4 separate regions of the Mus musculus genome follow, and all the other regions are linked to region 1. The links are chromatin contacts, called in public HiChIP or PLAC-seq and promoter capture Hi-C maps. All regions are on one chromosome and are shown on one strand. The core of a region is the stretch at or near the end of the contact, and the rest is flanking DNA. Distances in the headings are between cores, read along the strand shown.

Region 1 (4,911 bases), core at 827-3,326:
TTGGATCTGGGATTAGAAAGACCTGTCGGCAAATTTTCTCCAAACCACTCCCTCCACCCCCTGACCTCCCGGGCCACTTCTCCAGCCGCCTCTTGGTTTCGAAGTGGGTGAAAGGATGCAACACCGGGTGTCGGCAGAGCGGGCAGATGGCTCTGATCTCACCCCTCCCAGGTCCCATACGTCTCGGAACGCACGTCCCGAAGCAACTGTAAGGTCTCCGAAACCCACTATCCCGCGATGCTCGGACTCCTGGCTCCGTCGCTCGGGAGAACCCGCCGCTGCAAGGTCCAGGAGCTCCCCCCGCCCCACCGCGTCTCCACCCACCGCCCGCGGCGCCACGGCGCCCCACTCACCCACGCACTCGTTGGCCTCGCGGGCCGTGGCGCGCTGCCAGGGCCGGTCGTAGTGGAAGGGCTTGCAACGGTCGCATTCAGGGCCGGCCGTGTTGTGCCTACAGTCACACACCAGACTGTCGTCTCGGTCGCGCACGCAACGCGCCGCGTGGCCGTTGCACTTGCAGCGGCCGCCAACCTGCAGGTCAGACACTGCATAGTAATAGGAGTCGCGCGCCAGCTCCGAGTCGTCTTCGTTCTCGTCGCCGAACGTGTGCAGGCGGCTGAAAGCCACGCGGATGTCGGTGGCCGTGACCCAGTCCTGCAGCACCGGCGAGTTGTCGAAGTCGTGCGCCGAGGGCCGCCCGTCCAGCGTGCTGAAAGCGATCAGCCCGCCAGAGAGCGGGCGCATGTCGGTGTGCGAGTCGGTGCACACGGCCTCCTGCTCGTTCTGTTTGGTGATAGGCGCGCGGTGCGGCCGGTTGTACATTTTGCGGCACTGCGTGGAATAGAACTGGAAGGGCACCCACGTGCGCCCGTAGTCCATGGACTTGTAGATGGCCATGGACTCTGGCCGCGGCGAGCAGAATTGCAGGCTCACATAGGTCACCTCAAACTTCTTGCCGAGCGACAGAGTGAGCGTCACGTTGTGCGGGAACTGCAGGTAGTTCTCGGACTGCCAGCACGTCAGGTTGTGCGGGTTATTGAGGTCGGTGAGGAAGGCGGGCGGGTGCGCTTTCTTGGGATCCGAAGAGTTGCAGAGGTGACAGGAGCGCAGCCGCTCTTCACCACGCTCGCTCACCACGCAGTAGCGCGCCGGGGGCCGGCCGCAGGTGCTGGACACGCGCACGTCCTTGCCGAAGGCCGCGTTGACAAAGTCCGGGATGCAGCGGCGCGGGTGTCCATTCTCATCCGAGCAAGGATCAGGCTGCGCCGCCTGGCCGGCGAACATGCTAAGCCCGGGCCCGCCGCGCACCGCGCCCACCAGGCACGCCACCGCCGCCAGCGCCGCCAGCGCCTCCCACACAGCGCGCATCATGCTGTGGCCAGCTTGCCCCGGCCCCGCCGCGCCAAGGAGTCGGTTCGCCCGCCGCACCAGGCGCCTGCGGAGAGAGGGGAGCCGCGCTCAGCCAGCCAGCAGCCAGCCCGCCCCGCGCCCAACAGCCCTCGGTGGAGTGGCGGGCAAGTGCCCCGCTCCCCGGGGTACCAACCCCGAGACTGCCCACTTCCCTCCCCCAAAGTCCGGGGGACCCCGAGCGCAGGGGCTTCCAAACCTGAACCGCCCGCGCCCCTTCCTCCCGGCTTCCCCAGCCTCCCGGCCAACCGAAGAGCAAGCCCGCGCCCATCTGCCCATCCGCAGCTATGCCCATTCTCCTTGCTCCCTTAAGCCTCAGGCGCAGCAGGGCTCCAGATCCCCCAACCACGCACGGGCTCAGCGTCCTTTTCTCTTGCCACCTGGGGTCCTTCCTTTATAAATGCCCCCTCCCCAATCGCGTCCCCGCTGGGGATTCCGCGTAGGAGACTTTACCTCTAAGTGATGGCAAAAGAGAAAGAAAAGTTTGCCTGGCCCAAGCCGGGGAGCCCGCGCGCCGGACTGCAGAGAGCCTCTCGCTGGCGGCTAGCAAGAGCGTCCTGTCTCAACGCGGGCTTGCCAGCTCCATGCCCGGCGCGGCCGCCGCTGCCCCAGCCCCGGCCCCGGCCGCCACCGCCGCCGCCTCTTCCTCCCGAGTGACGACGCGGCCGCCGACTCCCGCCGCGGTCCGAGTGCTGCCCTGCCCGCCCGGGGCGCACACACACACACACACTCACGCTCGCTGGCGCGCACTCACACACGCACGCACGCCCCCGAAGGCTCTGCCGCCGCCCGCCGCTGCCGCTGCCGCTGCCGCCGCCGCCACCACTCGCGCTAGGAGTGGGGGGCGGAGGGGAGCGCGGAGGCGGGGCCGCCGGGCGGGGCGCCGGCCAGTAACGTCGGCAAGCAGCCGCCCGCTCACGAGCAAAGTTTTAACCCCGGGAAGAAGAAAGTTAAAGCCAACGGGCCCGGGATGCTCCAGAGGGCGAGAGCGAGCGGGTGGGAACCTGGGAGCCGGAGAAAGAACAGCAGAGACAAAGAGAAAGCAAGAGGAGCGCCCGGGGAAACCCCGGAGAGGGGGCAGGGCCGGCGCGCACCCTGTGGGGGTGGGGTGGGGGCGAGAACGGCTTTCTCCCTCCCGGTCCCAGCCAAACACATCTGTGTTTGTTTTCTTTTCTTCGCAGAGGTCCAGCCTTCCTCCAACCCAGACTGGTGGCCCCGGTGGCACTACGCTCAGGGCCTTGCCCCTATGGGCACTCGGCCCCAGAGGCGTGAGGAAGGGGAACTGGAAAGGGATGTGAACTTTCTGCCCCTAGGCTCTAGGGGATGGGGTGGGGGGCAACAAGAGGCAGCGCCTAAACCTCACAGAGTTGTCACTGCCAATTTTCTTTTAGGCCTGGAAGCTGTGGTGATTCGAGGCTAAAGGCCAAGAAGCTCGGACGCACCTGGATAGTGGCCTACTCAGGTCTATCCTGAACTTCAGAGATGGGGCCAGTTCAGTTCTCCCAGGGTCCCCTGAAGCTGACTTGGCAGCTCCTAGATCCTTTTTTTTTTTTAATATCCCTAGGGAGATTCCCACAATAGCTTTGCATAGTACCAATTGACTCTACTCTTCAACTAAGGGTGTGGAGGCTTCAGAGGCTAGGGATAACTTTCCCAAATTTCTGGCTACTTATATGTGTGTGTGTGTGTGTGTGTGTGTGTGTGTGTGTGTGTGTGTGTATGTATGTGTGTGTATATATATATAATTTGGATACAGTAATCTGGGCTCCTGGCCTGAGGCAGTGGTGTTCTCCTGTGGGTGGTGTGCTTTTGCCACTTCAGCTACTCTGGAGGCCGAAGGCTTGAGAGCTATCTTAAGCCCAGGAGTTCAAGGCCAGCATGGGGAACATACCCCATCTCAAAGAAACATGAGCTCTCTCACCACGTTTGTCTAATGGATAACCTCGCGCAATTACAGTCTCCTGGGGTGTCCTCGGGCCACCCAGCCTCTGGCCTGGTTCTCTGTTGCCTTAACAAAAGGACTGTGAACAAGAATGGTAACCTTTGGCTGTCTTGCAGCTACAGCCAGAGTTCAGAGGTGAGAATCTATCCAGCTGCGAGCTTGAAACTAGTTACTGTTAAGTTTCTTTCTCATTTAGAATGTGATTCAATAACAGACTCAGACAGAAAAACTCCACTCCTGATTCTGGCCCAAGGGCTTCCTTGCTTCAGCCCGCCTCATTCTGTTCCTTCCACTTTCATAGACTCTGAGAACCTAAGAAAGGGCCTCGGGGATGGGCTGGCCCAGCTTGTTCTCCTTGGACGAAGGCCCTTCTTCCTGGTCTTCCTGAGAGCTGGCCACCCAAGCCAGCTCTTCCAGGGAGGCAGGCCAGCTACAGCCCAAGGAAATAAATCCATGTCATTGCGGGGACAGTCTGGACTCACCCTTGGTCCCTGGGGTTGTGTTTTAGCTTTGCCTGTTTATGTCGTTTACCACTCTGTACTGTTTATTTATGCCTTGCCTTGTGGTAGAAAGGACTGCAGGTGAGTTACAGGGGTACTTAAAACACGGCAAAATAACATAAATCAGAAATGAGGCAAAAGGGACTACAAGAAATGTTTAACCATGGTGGACTTTGACATCTCAGTGGTATGCTGGAAGGAGACAGGGCACTTGGAAGAACACAGTTTGGAGCCAGAGTGCCTGCATCCAACTAGTGCCTCTGCTGTGTGGCCTGGGCAAGTCTTTGCATCTTTCTCAGCCTTGACTTTCTCACCTATAAAAGAGGGATACCAATATCTCTACCTCACAGGATCATGAGCATCAAATTAGTTGACACACAGGAATATTACAACTTATAGTACATATGCTTACATAGTGTAATTACATAACAACTCAAATAACCTGCTACATGTATGTCTATGTAAATACACATAAAACCAGGACTGGGGTGTAGCTTTCTGGTAGAGTGCTTGCCTAGCACACAGAAGGCCCTTGATTCAGCTGCTAATACTGTGTGAATAAATAGACACATATACAGAAAGCCAGCCATACGGTAAAGAAGCATTATGAATTTATCAGTATTAAATTGCTAAAGCAACACAGAAAATTTTAATTACTTCAAGAACATTTAATTATGTGGAAAGAGTTTTGTGACATTGGAAAAGCAAGCTGGAAAAACGTGGGCAATCTAGTGTCATATGTGTGTGTGTGTGTGTTCATTAGAAGACAGTGTCAGTAGTGGGTTTGTCTTGAGAGGGAAATGACTCGTGATGTTGACTTATCTTTGCTGTTATGTTCTCAATTTTCTATAACACAATAGGAAGGAAATCTAAGAGAGAAAAAGGCAAAGGGAAGACAAAGTAGACGCGGGAATAATGCCAAAATTCACCCGGGGATGGCCTATTTTCCTCCTGTGGGTGGGCGACCAATTTGTTCCTAAGCTTTCCCGCAGCCAAAATGAAAAGGAGACCATGTCCCTTACACTAGTCCCAGTGTCCGTGAGATAAAAACAGAGCCATGGC
Region 2 (4,911 bases), core at 1,194-3,693, 570 kb before region 1:
TCCAGCTGTGGGGCATTTTCTCAATTAGTGATCAAGGGGGGAGGGCCCCTTGTGGGTGGGACCATCTCTGGGCTGGTAGTCTTGGGTTCTATAAGAAAGCAAGCTGAGCAAGCCAGGGGAAGCAAGCCAGTAAAGAACATCCCTCCATGGCCTCTGCATCATCTCCTGCTTCCTGACCTGCTTGAGTTCTAGTCCTGACTTCCTTGGTGATGAACAGCAGTATGGAAGTGTAAGCCGAAAGAAACCCTTTCCTCCCCAACTCGCTTCTTGGTCATGATGTTTTGTCCAGGAATAGAAACCCTGACTAAGACTCACTCATACACAGAAAATAAAATAAATCTTTTAAAAAGTAAAAAATGTGGGATAGAGAGAGAGAGTCAAGAATGCTTACCACTCTTGCAAAGGACTTGATTCCCAGGACTCATGCTGGGCAGCTCACAAGAGCCTGTAACTCCAGCTCTGTAGGGTCTGACTCCTCTGGCTCTACAGGCACCTGCACTCACATACACATACCAACATGCAGACAGGAATAGCCACATAATAAAATAAAATTAAAATAGGTCTTTAAAAAGCAATAAGCTATCTAACCTTTTGTGATCACCCAGGAGTCCCAAAACCTGGGATGGTCAAGTCCTCCAGCCTCACAGAAGGGATAATGTGGGGTTTGAATTTAGGAACGTATCAGCAAGTTAACTTTATTTTTGTGGGTTTGATTGTCAAAAGCACTGTGGGAGGTTGGGGAGAGGCCACAGCAGTGGCAGTCAGAATATGAGTGTGGCAGCATGAGGACAGGGAGGATCAGAGACAGAGATAGAGACAGAGACAGAGACAGAGACAGAGACAGAGACAGAGCCTCGGGGCCTATTCAGAGCTTGGCCAGAGTCCCTACCTGTTCCCTTACAGGCTCTGCTTTGTAAACTCCAGGCCAACAGTGTGTTATTATGGCAAGAGAGTCCCAACAGACGATGCTGTCACCTGATCAAATCGAATCAAAGTGAGGAGCAGTGAAGGACGGAGAAAGGAGGTACTACAAGGTGGTTGTGGTATGAAGAACAGAACAATGGTTGGTAAACCCACATCCATCTAGCTTTAGGATATCGATGTGCGCTTTAGATTTAAACTGAGGGTGAGTGAAGCAGAAGGGCAGAGGTTTGCATAACTAAAGAGTCCTGGCTAGGTGTGTCTGGTTGATCATTGTATCTGTTCTGTTTCTGGGGGGGGGGGCGGGTGAAAGAAGCCTTTCTTGCTTAAGGGGACATGCCAGCTCCCATAAAGTTCCTGCTTGAGGGTAATCTCATGATAAGGTGTCTTACCCATAAGGCTCTACTCTTCCTGTGATCCATGGTGACTTGCAAGTTTGGCCAATGTTGAGAGAGACCTGTGAATACCATTTAGGGTCTGGAATAGGACATTATGAGAGCTGACTGCTGGGTAAACTAACATCTGTGCCTTCTGTCTTGAAGAGGGGTGAGACTGGTTAGGTGTCACCAGTTTTTATATGGACATTCCTTGAGGGACTGACATGCCTGCACACTGAGTTAACCCGAAGTCTGACCCGAAGTTTTCAAACAAAGGAGATGGATGTGAAAGCAAGGCATAGATGCCAGGTGTCTGTCCTGCTTTTGTTATCTTGCAAGCCTGAGTGAGGAGTCAACTAGGACCTGCTGTAATGGGGACAAAGGCCCAGCCTTTGGGTGACTGAGGAAGGAAAGGCTGTCACTAGAAGCATGCATGTGGTCACTGAGGGTTGCATTCTGGCAAAGCAAGGACTCTGGAGTAGGGAAAGGCCACTAGGATTCCACTAAAACAAGCCAGGGAGATCAGCTCTAAGGAAAAAGGACCCTTCTGTGTATGTGAGTTTGCTCTACCATCCCCTGCTAGCTGGCCAAGGGTTTTCTTAAATTGAGGGATCCCAGAGCCTTGGGGGGGGGGGTGGACCTAATAGAAATGATAGGTGGATATCCCAAGCAACCCATAAGTCAAATTTGCCGTCTCCCTCAGGATGCAACGTGTGGCTCTGGGATGTCACTCTGCCACCCTGCCATGGTGGGGCATCTCACTAGCATAGTAAATGAAAGTCTCCAACCTTTATATTGATACACAGAATGAAACAAATAAATGAAATGTTAACAAGGTAGAAACAAAGAGGGGGGGGTGGAAACAGATATGCTATGCAATAAGAGTGGTGACCACCAAGTGGCACTGTTGCTCCAAACACATTTTGCCAACACCTTCCTAGAAATTCCACAAAGCAGCAAGAGTCCATGCACCGTATTCACAATGTCTTGTACAATCGTAAGAAGGATCCCATGAAGGTCTCCTCTCTGCTAGGCTCCCTGGAAAGACTTGCATTCCGTGTCACAGATGGGAAAAGTGAGGGTGTCCATGCTCTGCTGCCTGCTGCTGCTGCTGCTGCTGTGCTGCTCAGGGGAAAACGAGGGTGGCCTGGAGTGACTTAACCCCGAGGACACAGAGTGACTGGATGGTATAAAGGACCTAGGTAGCAGTAGCTGTCCCAGATCCCAGACTGGTTATTCTAAGACGCAGAAGAGATTAAAACACCTCTCAGCTCCATGCTGTGAAAGACAAAGGTGATTAGTTTCTTGTCTTTGCTTCCTGCCCCAAAATTGAAAAGAAAAAAAATCTTTTAAAGTGGACTAAGTAGAAAAGCATAAAGAAACAGATAAATCTATCACAATTCCCAACCATTTTTAGCACATGTGCCCTTCCCTGGGAAGATTAGAACCCTCACTGAGGCACCACCTAAACCCCCAGGTTCCTGCTCCAGGACAGGGCTGTGAGGGGACCTCACAAATTCACGATGGCCAGGCTCAAACAGTCGCTATTTGCCTTACCAGATCCTTTGTTGGCTGCATCTCAGTGTCCCCAGGAGATGGCAGCAGTGGGCTCCCCTGGCTATTGACTATTGATGGGGCTCTGCCTCTGGAGATTGCCTGGCAGGAGAAAATGAGGCCAGGGCTCTTAACTTCCTCAGACTTCCATCGGGTTGCTGTGGTTGCCTGGACAGGTGGGCAGCAGATGTACCCTTAGGCTATACTATGGCTAGACAACTCCTCCCCTCATCCCTGGAGTTCAGGGAGGTTAACGGGTCTTGCTGTTGTTAACCCCAAGGGTGTTTCATAGCCCCTTGCCGGTTTCTGTTAACTCTAGCCACACTGCTTGACTAGTTTCTGCCTTATAATTTCCTAGGTTACCTCATTGCCTCAGAAACAGACCTCTGGCAATGTCTATGAGGATGTCTCTAGAGACTCTAGGGAAGACCCACCCTGAATATGAGTAGCACCATTCCATGGGCTAGGGTCCCAGAAGGGGAGAGTGAGCAGAGCACCAGCAGTCTCCTCTCTGTCCCCACAGCATGGTGAGCCAGATCTGCATAGGAGGAGGGGCTCCCAGGACGTCAGCACCAGCAAAGTGTATAATGCCCAGTCAAGGCTGCCCACTGCCAGCTCTGCCTGGGACTACAGTCAAGATGGTCTTTAACTCAGGATCTCTCACAGGAGTGAATCAAAGGTTGTTGAAGATATACCATGAGCCAATCTGAGTAGACCTTGGGCCATCCTGGTTGTCCATGGCTTCTTGCAGTCACTGTCATTCTGCATGCTGAGACAACTGTGTGAATGCTTAGGAAGTCAATTGTGACTTGGGCAGAGGGAGGGACATGACAGGCAGCAAGAACCCAACCTAGACATTTATTTCCTCAAGTAACTCAAAAGTTTTGTTTTGGGGCTGGAGAGATGGCTCAGTGTTTAAGAGCACTGGCTGTTGTTCCAGAGGTCCTAAGTTCAATTCCTAGAAACTACATGGTGGCTCACAACCATCTGTAACGGGATCTGATACCCTCTTCTGGTGTGTCTGAAGACAGCTACAATTTACTCATGTACATAAAATAAATAAATATTTTTTTAGGAAAGTTTTATTTTAAGCATTTAGATTTAGTGTATCAAATATCCCTCTACCCCACTATCACCCAGGTGGCATGCTTCATTGCCACCCTCGTCCCGTTGTTGGGATAAGAGGACAGCAGTGGCACCAGGGCTATTATGTCCTATCTGCTTAGAAGTAGGGTTGGTCAGCCATCTGATGGCTAATGGCTTAAGCCTGGTCCACATGCCATCTGTAGGCCAGGAGTTACGGGACAGCACTGTCTAAACAGGAACAGAGCAGTGTAGCATCCTTCCCCCAGAGCAAGCCATCTCCTACACTAGCCACACTCTCAGCTTCAGCAATGGCAGATGGCTCGCATGCATGCCAAGAGCATTCAAACTCACTTCGCCAGCCTCACACCGTTGTTGTATCTCTTCAGCCTTTGCAGCCAGAATTGCAAGAGAGGCTACGTGCCTGGAGGAATCCCTCTGCCAACAGGGGGGCAGATTGGCAGGCAGTGCCCCACCCTCTTATGCTTTGAAGACACATGCCCTATAACTACGATGCTTTCCTAAAGAAATGGATAGCTTTCGCCTTCCAGACACAGCAATTCTTTTTTATACATGTGTTGTTCCCTAGAGGAGCCAAAGAACGAGCACATAGGAAAGATTAAAGATTCATTTCCTGCCCGACTTGAATCTTCATCACCTCATGCAACGTTCTCAAGTCTCCAAATCACCTATTGGTTCTATTGTTACAAGAAACACACATACACACACTATGTGTATGTACATATATATCATCAAGGAGGGTAGGTAGCTTAGGCAAAGTTGTGTAGCTGATCAATTGAAAAGCCTGCTGAATGGAGATGACCAGATGGATCATTCAAGTTCCAAGAGCAATAATATATGCTAGAAGTGGTTGAGACTTCTAGTTGCAGTATCAGGCCAGCCATCCTTTTCCCAGTGTGTCTACAATAGTACTTGGGAAGCCATGGGGTGCAAAGGTAAGGAATGTCCCTTAGGA
Region 3 (4,911 bases), core at 1,677-4,176, 530 kb before region 1:
GCGAGAGGACCTGGTTGCTGCCGTAAATAACTACTTTTCCCTTCTTCCTGGTGTGGAAGGGCCCTGGGCCAGGGCTGACAGCAACCCACAGGACACACACCCAAAGGACCCCTTCAGCTTGCCTCTTTTTGGACAAAAAGCACCCTTTATTTCTTTTCATCTATTTATCGCCCCGTAACAGGATCTGAGGGAGTGGGGACGGAGAACCTTAGATAAACTGAGAAGTAAATGGTATAAGCAGAGAGAAAAAGCAGCAGGTACCCTTACGGGCATTGCTCACTACCAAGCAGCCCGCCTCTTCTCCAGCCTTTCCTCTGGGAGATGGGTCATCTGGGAGCGTGGAAGGAGACTGGGATCCAGGGAGCCTGAGAGCCACAAAGGAGCTAGTCTTTTTTGTTTTTTTTTTTTTTTTTAAAAACATTTATTTATTTTTATTCTATGTGTGTCTGTCTCTACATATATGTGTACTGTGTGAGAGTCTGGTGCCTGCCTGCATAGGTCAGAGAAGGGTGTCAGTCCCTTGGAACTGGAGTTACAGATAGGTGTGAGCAGCCACGTCATTGCTGCGAACTGAACCCAGGTCCTTGGCAAGAACAAACATTCTTAACCACGGAGCCACCTCTTTCTCCAGCCCAAGGTGTACAGTCTTAAGCTGCATCTTCTTAGAGGTTGGAGACACCCTGCAAAAGACAGTCACCTTCTCAGGCCCTACAGGACCCCTCTGTGGTGGGTCCTTGGTCTGCTGAGGCATACAGCCTCCAACCAACCATAGGGCGGCTGCTCCAAGAGATGCCTCCTCTGTTCCCGTCTGCGTACAGACACCTTGATTCTCAAGTCACTTCTGTTCCTTGGGCCAGTGATGTGATCTCCAAATTGAGGTCACACCGTGCTGCTGGCAGGAGCCTTAGGGCCTCTTCTCCCCATCCTTAGTTCATCTTCAATGGGTCAAGTACTTTCAATATCCCTAAGGGTTTCCATCACATCTTAACATCCACCCATTAATTTATCCCAAAAATATTTAAGAAAAGCCTACTGTATGCTAAAGACTATTTTTTTTTCAGTGCTTGGGGAAAAATACAAATAGAATCCAAGATGGTGCACATGCCTTTAATCCCAGCAATCAATGAGACAGAGGCAAGCTAATCCCTGTGAGTTTGAGGTTAGCCTGGTCTACATAGTTTCAGCCCACCCAGGGCTATATAGGGAGACCCTGTATCATAACAATAACAAAAATGCAAGTAGAAAGTGACTGTGCCCTTGGGGTTTGACAAAAACCAAAACATAAGATATTGTGTAACACAGTGGGTGATAAAGGCTACAGTGAACAAGGTGGGATCAGGAAGAAGAGGAGGGTGGGGCACGAGGAATGAGCAATATCTGAGAGACCTAAGTGAAAGAGGAAGGGGGAAAGGAGGAAGGGAGGCAGGGGGAGATCTGAGGAAGATGAGTTCCAGACTTCAGGAGCAGCAGATGCAAAGACCCTGGGGTAGAAGTGAATTTGCTGTGTCAGGCGAGCATCAAAGACAACCAGAGCTGGAACCCAGGAGAGAAGCGCCCATGCTATGTGCACCCAGGACAGCTTCTGAACTCCAATCCATATTTGAAGATCTCTGCCACTGACTTTAAATATCAAAAACAATTCCAGCCCCTCTCTGCTCCTAGTTTAGTTGTCCCTTTTGCTCTCATGTCTCTTGACAGCCTGGCAGCTACTTCTGCCTGGACGGCAGAGGCAATCTAAAACAAACTTGACCCCAAATTTTCTGGTGGTGCCCGAGAAGCTCAGGCAATGTCTACAGACAGGCCAGGGCTACTCTTCTTCCTCTGAGACTGAGCCAGTTGGACAGAAGTGGGCAAGAGAAGGGCTGGATGTCAACCACCATCCCTTGGGAGCCAAAGTCACCGTCCCTTCTCTCACCCCAAGTGTCCCTTTGCTCTAGAGAGGGAAGAGCAAAGCCTTGTGGGCAGAAACAGAAAAAGCAACAACAGGGTCCATCATGGGTGTGGTTACTCACAACCTAGAATCCCATCACTCAGGAAGCTGAGAGACTGAGTTCCTGGCCAACCAGTGTTCCACAGTGAGAGTTGGCCCCAAAGTAGAAATGACAACAGAGAGGACCCAGAAACAGAATAACTCAAAACAAAACAAAGAGCAGCAGCCGCAACAACACAGAAGAGCAGTTCCTAAAGGCACAGAGCTGTGCAACCAATGACCCTGAGGGAGAGAGACAGCATCAGGGTGTGACCTAACCAGGCTTACAGGGTCACCGCTAAGATCCCATGAGTCAGTAAATAGATAAGAATTATCTCACATCCCAGTAGGTGTGTAACCAGGAGCCTGCACCTGTCCCAGGATAGTTATAAATATGACTCAGCATACTTGTAAGTGAAACCATCACATTAAAAGATTGGACGCCTCTGATCTTGGAGCAAAAGGGCAGTCATAAGACCACATGGGAAAACGGAGGAGAGTGAGGGGGTAGAACCAGGAGCCACAGCAAACAACTAGAGGAATCTGAAGGCAAAAGACAATAACTCAAGGGAAATACAAGACAAAGTCCCAAAGAAAGGCCTGAGTGTGCAGAAGGAAGGCATTTGGGTGCGGGGTGGGGCTGAACACCCAGGCATGTGCTAGAATTTCTGAACTCTGAGGTCAGAGAGAATCTTAAAAACTTCCAGCCTGGGAGAACAAGAGACACTCACGTGAAAAAGAACAGTCTGGGCTTCTCACCTGCAGCCCTGGGGCAAGGAGATCGTGGGAAACCAGCTACCGATGCAGAAAGCAAAGAATTGCAACCCCAGAGCCCCAGGCCAGCCAGGCTACCACCCACTGGGGTGAAGGAAATACTTCTGTCTGCTAAGGACTTAAGAGCTCAAGTGCCTGAAGGGCTCTGACAAACACTGGCAGAGCAGAGATCTCAGGGCAGAGGGCAGAGAAGACAAACACGAAACCACAGTGCATCCCACAGTGCATTCCACGAACAGTCTATCCTCCACAGGGAAGGCCAGGCAGCCTCGGAAGGTCAGCTCAAGCCAAGTCGGGTACACAGGATGAACTATTGCAGCACAATGGGGGGAAGAATCCCCAATGGGGCAGAGGGAGATGGAGGAAGGGTTTCAAACCTCTCCTTGTGGGAAGGATGTCAGGGGAGAGGGGAGGGAAGGGCGCGGCTCCAGCTCCAGGGTTACTGGAGAAGAGAGAAAAGGCGATGAGGAAGCAGAATGCCTGGCAGGAAACAGCTGGTTTCTTACCGACTTCTAATGGCAGGAAAACGTGATTGATTGTCAACACCGAGAAAGCACCCAGGAACAAGGTAGGAAGAAAAGCAGAACTTGCAAATTAATTAGGAAAGGAAACCAACAGCAACCAACAAGTTTTTTGTTTTTTGGTTTTTTGTTTGTTTGTTTGTTTTTGTTGTTGTTTTGTTTTTTGTTTTTGGTCTGAAGAACCTGAACCTCAAACAGAAGTCACTGTAAGGCTACATACATGAGGCATTTACAAAAGAGCCATGGATTAGGGATGAACAGCTTAGAGTCCAGTGCTTGGGGTGTACCTGAGAACCAGCTGTCTCCTATTGTACTCTCTGTATCCACTCAGCTGTGGTTTTTCAGCCCCACCAGGTCTTCCACTCTTTTTTTTTTTTTTCTTGCCAGCTACCTGTAGCTGTCAGTGACAGCACCCTGCAGGTCCCATTTGGCACTCTCCCAAAGCTCCTTGCTCCTCAGTCCTCACTGTGTCATTCCTGCCACATGCCAGCATGGTAGGAATTGTACATTCTAAAGAAACATACATATCTAAAGAGACATTCATATCCCTCCCTTTGGCTAAAGTCAAGTGAAACAGTGCATCCCATTCAATTAGAATTTCCCTGGAATCACAGCTGAAAAAAGTCTGATTCCTCAAGATGAGAACTTCACTGCTGAATACACGTTTAGTCATCGTCTGAATACTTTACAGGAGAGAATTGAGCTAAAAATCAGGAATACATTTACAGATGGGAAAATAGTTGTTATATCGATTGGTTATATTACTAAGTTGTGCATACAAAAACAAAACAATAACAAAAAGAGACATATTTAAAGTGACATGGGGGAAAGGACTAAAGCAACCAATCACCTAATATCATATATGACAGTAAGCGCTCAAGCCCTCAAAAAGGTACACAGAGCACTTATAAAATAACAAAACAGACTTTTCCATGAAAGAAGATAACATTTGAGACGCTCATTCTTGGACCATAATTCGCCAAATTGGAAACAAAGAATAAAAAAGACGACCGCACGGTCTTGAATACTTGAAATTCCCAGATACCATCACAAGGGGAATGAAAGCTGAAGTGACATACTATCTGGGAAGGAAGAAGACCTACTAAAACCTTTAACGCCCAAGAAAAGCCACAGAGGATGATTATCAGGCTAAGGATTTGTCCTAACAAGCTGGGGACACCTAAGTGCCGGGGCCCTCTATTCACAACGGTCTCTGGGAAGGTCCCCTTGGGATAGATCTATCTCTTCCTTCCTTTCGTCCTTTCCTTTTTTTTTTTTTTTTTTTAAACATAGTTACATCTTCCTGCAGTTGTAAAGGTAGGGTGCTTTTATATTCCTTTGGCTCTCCAGCACCTCCTTTTCATATTTGCCCCAATTCTATGAGTTTTAAGCCCCAATAAACTCTGTCTTAGTCAAGGTTACTATTGCTATGACCACACGCCATGACCAAAAGCAAGCTGGGGAGGGAAGGTTTATTTACTTTATACTTCCACATCCATAGCCCATCGTTGAGGGAAGTCAGGGCAGGAAACCTGGAGGCAGAGCTGATGCAGAGGCCATGGAGGGGTGCTGCTGACTCGCTTGCTCCTCATGGCTTTCTCAGCCTGCTTTCTTATAGCACTCGGCTCTACTAGTCCACATACAATG
Region 4 (4,911 bases), core at 645-3,144, 510 kb after region 1:
AGCCCCGACTGTCCTGAAACTCACTCTGTAGACCAGACTGGCCTCAAACTCAGAGACCACCCCCCTTCCTCTGCCTCCCAAACGTTGGAATTAAAGGTGTGCACCAGCAAACCCAGCTTTCAATTTTTCAGTGACATATAAAATTGGGGCTCTTTCTCTTACAGAATATTTGACAACACACTATTTTAAAATCATGAATACTGATGACTCTATTTTGAACCCTCAAAGGTATGATTTCTCGCTCTTCAACTTGACAGTTTGTAGGAACTGTCATATCGAGTTTCCCAAGACAGGATTTCTCTGTGTAGCTCTGATATCGAGTCATATCGTTTCTAGGGGGACCCGGAGAGCCAGCCTCATAGGTTCTAAACTTCTCTAGAAGTCATAGGTCCTGTGTCCCTTTGCACCTTCCTGTCACTGCTCCGTACCTCAGTTATCCACTCTGTAAACTGAGGACAGTACACCTGCATCAGCCTAAAGACGTTAGTGATGTGAAAGGGTATAGAAGAGTGTGTCCTGCCTAGTGTTCCGTAAGCTCCCTGTATCTTAAGACAGTATGTGCCTCCTGTTAGCATGACGGCTATATTATCTACAGAAACCGATGCCTCCGAACCCATTTGCAGAGAATCGGATCCCCTTGACCTACCTCCATCAGATCTGGAACCGAGAACTCTCAGGAGGGGGTTGAGGTCATAGTTTTAAAGGGTACACCTGTCTGCGATGAGAGTGTCCCCCCACCCCGTGTCTCTTTCTTTTCTTTCTTCCTTTCTTTCTTTCTTTCTTTCTTTCTCTCTCTCTCTCTTTCTCTCTTTCTCTCTTTCTTTCTCTCTCTCTCTCTCTTTCTCTCTTTCTCTCTTTCTCTCTTTCTTTCTTTCTTTCTTTCTTTCTTCCGTTCTTTCTTTCTTCCGTTCTTTTTCTCTTTTCATGTTTTCAGTTTTTCGAGACAGGGTTTCTCTGTGTAGCCTTGGCTGTCCTGGAACTCACTCTGTAGACCAGGCTGGCCTCGAACTCAGATATCCGCCTGCCTCGCCTCCCAAGTACTGAGATTAAAGGCAGGCGCCACCAATGCCGGCTTTTCCTTTTTTTTTTTTTTAAATTGGATATTTTCTTTATTTACATTTCAAATGTTTTCCCCTTTCCAGGTCTCCCCTTCGGAACTCCCCTATCCCATCCCCTCTGTCCTTACCTCCCCCACCCATCCACCCACTCCCGTCTTCCCGCCCTGGCATTCCCCTACACTGGGGCATGGAACACCCTCAGGCCCAAGGGCCGCCCCTCTCACTAATGTCCAACAAGGTCATCCTCTGCCCCGTTTGTGACCGGAGCCTGTAATCTTTTGTTGGTGGTCCAGTCCCCGGGAGCTCCGGGGGATCTGGCCTCGGGTCTGTTTGTTTAAGTGTGATTTGAACCGGCAACTTGGCATCATCAGGGGGCCAAGACCTATTTCCGTCCAGGTGAGGGATGGTCTCAATTTCGCAGAAGGACCCAGAGTAGTCTACCCAGATGTGGGGGCGGCCGGCTGGGGCTAATTATAAGAACTAACTCCTATGGGTCAAGTCACCGAGGTAACCGTCTGGCCAAGGTCCCAGAGCCACTCGGCGCCTAAAAGTAGGTCTTGCGCTTCGCCCGGAGCCCAGGAATGAAAGGGTGAGGTCCCCCAGGTCCTCTCACGCCGGCCTACCGTCCCTAAGCAACCCTCTTCATCCCAGGAGCACTGCCTTCCCCAGAGGACTAAGCCTACCACGCACACCTCCGAGGGATGACGTCAGGACCCCTCGCAGTCCCCCTCCGAGCCGCTAGATGTCGCTAAACTCCCATTCCTAGTTTCTTCTTTTCTCCCAACCTCCTCTCCCCTTTCGCTCCGAGACTCTCGCGAGATCTCGCGGCAACTTACAGAACCGGAAGTCGCGTGTAGTTCTCTTTCCTTTTGCGGCCATCGGTGGATCGCAGCCGGTGAGTTCTCGGCGGGTTGTCGCTGGTAATCCGCAGCCATCCGCGGCGAGGCGAGGAGGCTTTTCTGTCCCGAGGCCCCGAGACGGCCTTGCTGGCCCGGCATCAGCCAGGGAGCCGAACTGGGGCGGGCTCGGTCCGTGTCTTTCCTAGCCAGGGCCCGCGGGGCTGGAGAGGGTTAAGGGGACCAGGTTCGTGGACTCGAAGGCCGGCGGGGCCCATGGAGATGGAGTTAAATAATCATAAGCCCCGGGTCAGCCGTGCGGTTGCCCTCTCGCCAGTTGGGAGGGCTTGGAGATCCGCCCTTGCTTCCATGCTCAAGTGGGGGGCAAAATGCAGAGCACCAGAAGCGGTAAATGAGAAGGTAAAGACCGACGCTGTGTAGGACCCTCCCGGGATGCTGAAGTTGGAAAGTCAAGTTTAAAAGTAGGATAGGTGTTACTAATGGCAGAGTCTTCATCTTGTTTTCAGTCTTTAAAGACGAAAAAACCCTCAGATGGGAAGGTCTGGAGTAACCGAGCATGATACCTTCCAGTGAACGTTGTGTGCTTTCAGAGTGGAGTTGATGCTGTTTAGGGAACTGGTTGAGACTTGAAACGTTAAAGGGTCTTCTGGTTTTTGTTTTTGTTTTTTTTGTTTGTTTTTAAGCCAAAATGAAGTTCAATCCCTTCGTGACTTCTGACCGAAGCAAGAACCGCAAACGGCATTTCAATGCGCCCTCTCACATTCGGAGGAAGATCATGTCTTCCCCTCTTTCCAAAGAGCTGAGACAGAAGTATAACGTTCGGTCTATGCCCATTCGGAAGGATGACGAAGTTCAGGTATGTGTCCTTGCTTGGCGAGGCGAAGCTGAATGGAATTTTACGATTATTTGGGGGGCGCGGGGGGGGGTGAGAAAACCTGCATTTGATGTATGAAAGGGTTGCTTTGCATCAAAAGAACTGGAAAGCAGTGTGCTTTTTGGTCCTGCCTCAGCGGTTTGCTAATGTCTTTGTGTGGGGTTCTATTAGCTCTATTGGGGAGAGATTATCTGTAGCTGTAATTTATAGCTAGTGATTGGTAAGTTCTGGAAGTCTTTAAAAGAACGCAGGGTGGGTTTCTTTGTGTAGGTAGCCCTTGGCTGACCTGGAAAAGAGATAAGATAGAGCCCTAGGATAAAGGGTGTGCACTTCGAGACTGGCACATCTTAACACTTTTTAAGAATACTTAATAAAATGAAACACTTCTTTGGGAGGATCGACATGGGTTGAAAACAGCTATAGGATGGCAACAGTCTTGATTTGTCTGTTATTTAGAAAGCCTTTCTTTGCTATAGGTGATTGGCCTGGTTTGTTTCCAGTCTGTGAAGATGAAAAGGTTGGGGATTTAGCTCACTGTTCACATAGTGCTTACCTTGTATATACAGGTCCTGGATTTGAGTCCCAGTAACCCCATTCCCACCCCAAAAAGGGGACGTGTGGGTCTGCTGGAGGTGCACAGTGTATGAATGATTCGGCAGTTCTGGTTCTCTGGGTTACACTCTAGCCCTTGCTCAGTTTTTTTTTCACTTGCACTCAGGTTGTTCGCGGACACTACAAAGGCCAGCAGATTGGCAAGGTGGTCCAAGTGTACAGGAAGAAGTACGTCATCTACATCGAACGAGTCCAGCGAGAGAAGGCTAATGGCACAACCGTCCATGTGGGCATCCACCCCAGCAAGGTGGGTGTTTTTGAAGGAGGAAACCACTAGCTTTGGTGCTTGATTGCTGTTTACATGGCACCTGCAAGTGGCCCCTGTGATCAGTGAGGCCATTGATAACACCATTATGAAGTGGGCTTAAGGTATTGGCAGTAAAAAGCAACCTGGAGCTGAGGTTGTGATCCCATAAACTGATTATATAAGCCAAAGTAGAACATCCCATAATACATATACCTGTCCTATATATACTTTTCATGTCAGTTATTCCAAATTTGTGATTGGATTGTTTAATGTGCACAGCAACCACTTAAGGGGGTTCTCAGACTTAAATTAGTGCTAAAAATGTAATTTTCAAACTGCAGAAAACCCAAAAGACCGACAGACAACATCAGTATTAAAATTGTACCATGATTTCTTTCCCTTCCCCACCACATAGTACATGTCATGGTTGCTTCTGTGTGTGTGGAACCCATGTAGATCAAAGATGTGGGTCTGTTGGCCCTCTCTCCAGCCCAGCACATGACCTTAGTGAGCTCTGAGTTTTTGTTTTTCTGGTACTCAGAGGTCTGCCTGTCTCAGCCTCCTGGGTGCTGAAATTAAAGTCCTGTGCCACAATGCACGCCCCATGTAAGGTGTCTTTTAATGTACATGAGTACACTGTTGCTCTCTTCAGATACTACCAGAAGAGAGCATCTGATCCAATCACAGATGGTTGTGAGCCACCGTGTGGTCACTGGGAGTTGAACTCAGGACCTTTAACAGAAAGAACATTTTCTGTATGTAACATTGTAGTGGTTTTTGGGTTTGGTTTTTGCTTTCCACCACTAGCTCAGTTTTCAAGGAAAATGCAGTGGTCAGTTCTTGGTCTCTGGTCCTTAGTGCAGCAAGTGATAAGATTAGACTAGCTGGATAAACTCTGAGCTTCTGCTCCAAAGCTGCATCATCATTTGTATTTTAGAAAGAGACATTTAGGTATCTACTACCCTGGGTTCAGGGAATGGAAAGTGGGACCTGTAATTGGGCCTACGTTGTTGCTTAAAGCTTAGGGCTGCTTCTTTTTGTGCAGGTCGTTATCACCAGGCTAAAGCTGGACAAGGACCGCAAGAAGATCCTGGAGAGGAAAGCCAAGTCCCGACAAGTAGGAAAGGAGAAGGGCAAATACAAGGAAGAAACGATCGAGAAGATGCAGGAGTAGAGACATCTCGTGCACGGCTTTCATTAAAGACTGCTTAAGTAGTCCTGTCTTGTGTGGTGTTTTCCAAGTACCTTGTTTTCTGTGGCTTA

The links. Promoter capture Hi-C pulls out the DNA fragments that hold promoters and counts their contacts. HiChIP or PLAC-seq counts read pairs in DNA pulled down with a chosen protein or histone mark.
Region 2: a contact with region 1 is called in an H3K4me3 HiChIP or PLAC-seq map of embryonic limb bud, with 5 times the contacts expected there. The contact joins the enhancer-like site here to the promoter of Ntn1 in region 1. A contact is called at or near these places in 9 of 39 promoter capture datasets (the 3T3-L1 cell line, the C10 cell line, cranial neural crest and 6 more), 1 of 484 Hi-C or Micro-C datasets (cortical neurons), 7 of 115 datasets of contacts at active chromatin or transcription factors (embryonic forebrain, embryonic limb bud, embryonic stem cells and 4 more) and 1 of 9 other capture datasets (embryonic stem cells).
Region 3: a contact with region 1 is called in a promoter capture Hi-C map of embryonic stem cells, with 3 times the contacts expected there. The contact joins the enhancer-like site here to the promoter of Ntn1 in region 1. A contact is called at or near these places in 5 of 39 promoter capture datasets (the 3T3-L1 cell line, the C10 cell line, embryonic stem cells and 1 more) and 3 of 115 datasets of contacts at active chromatin or transcription factors (forebrain, neural tube and pancreatic cancer cells).
Region 4: a FOXA1 HiChIP or PLAC-seq map of pancreatic cancer cells shows a contact between it and region 1. The contact joins the promoter of Rpl26 here to the promoter of Ntn1 in region 1. A contact is called at or near these places in 2 of 115 datasets of contacts at active chromatin or transcription factors (embryonic stem cells and pancreatic cancer cells).

Annotation. Positions count from the first base shown.
Region 1 is chr11:68,384,750-68,389,660 of GRCm38.p6, forward strand. Ntn1 (netrin 1) reads right to left here and starts at 2,077. Exons shown (of 7, transcript NM_008744.2): 1 at 1,861-2,077; 2 at 354-1,435. The coding sequence starts at 1,371.
Region 2 is chr11:67,817,483-67,822,393 of GRCm38.p6, forward strand. It overlaps Gm40032 (a long non-coding RNA gene), which reads right to left. Exons shown (of 3, transcript XR_879959.2): 3 at 400-493. Among named protein-coding and RNA genes, the nearest start is that of Dhrs7c, 22 kb to the left of the region's middle. Within about 2 kb of position 2,444, at least 20 of the 459 cell types and tissues checked have an H3K27ac peak or open chromatin away from gene starts, as enhancers often do. A contact at or near this core is called in cortical neurons, embryonic limb bud and pancreatic cancer cells, where this site is marked.
Region 3 is chr11:67,858,640-67,863,550 of GRCm38.p6, forward strand. All of the region lies in intron 14 of Usp43 (ubiquitin specific peptidase 43), which reads right to left. Among named protein-coding and RNA genes, the nearest start is that of Gm40032, 17 kb to the left of the region's middle. Within about 2 kb of position 2,927, at least 67 of the 459 cell types and tissues checked have an H3K27ac peak or open chromatin away from gene starts, as enhancers often do. A contact at or near this core is called in embryonic stem cells and pancreatic cancer cells, where this site is marked.
Region 4 is chr11:68,899,672-68,904,582 of GRCm38.p6, forward strand. It overlaps Rpl26 (ribosomal protein L26), which reads left to right and starts at 1,895. Exons shown (of 4, transcript NM_009080.2): 1 at 1,895-1,953; 2 at 2,599-2,771; 3 at 3,508-3,648; 4 at 4,694-4,863. The coding sequence starts at 2,604. The coding sequence ends at 4,822.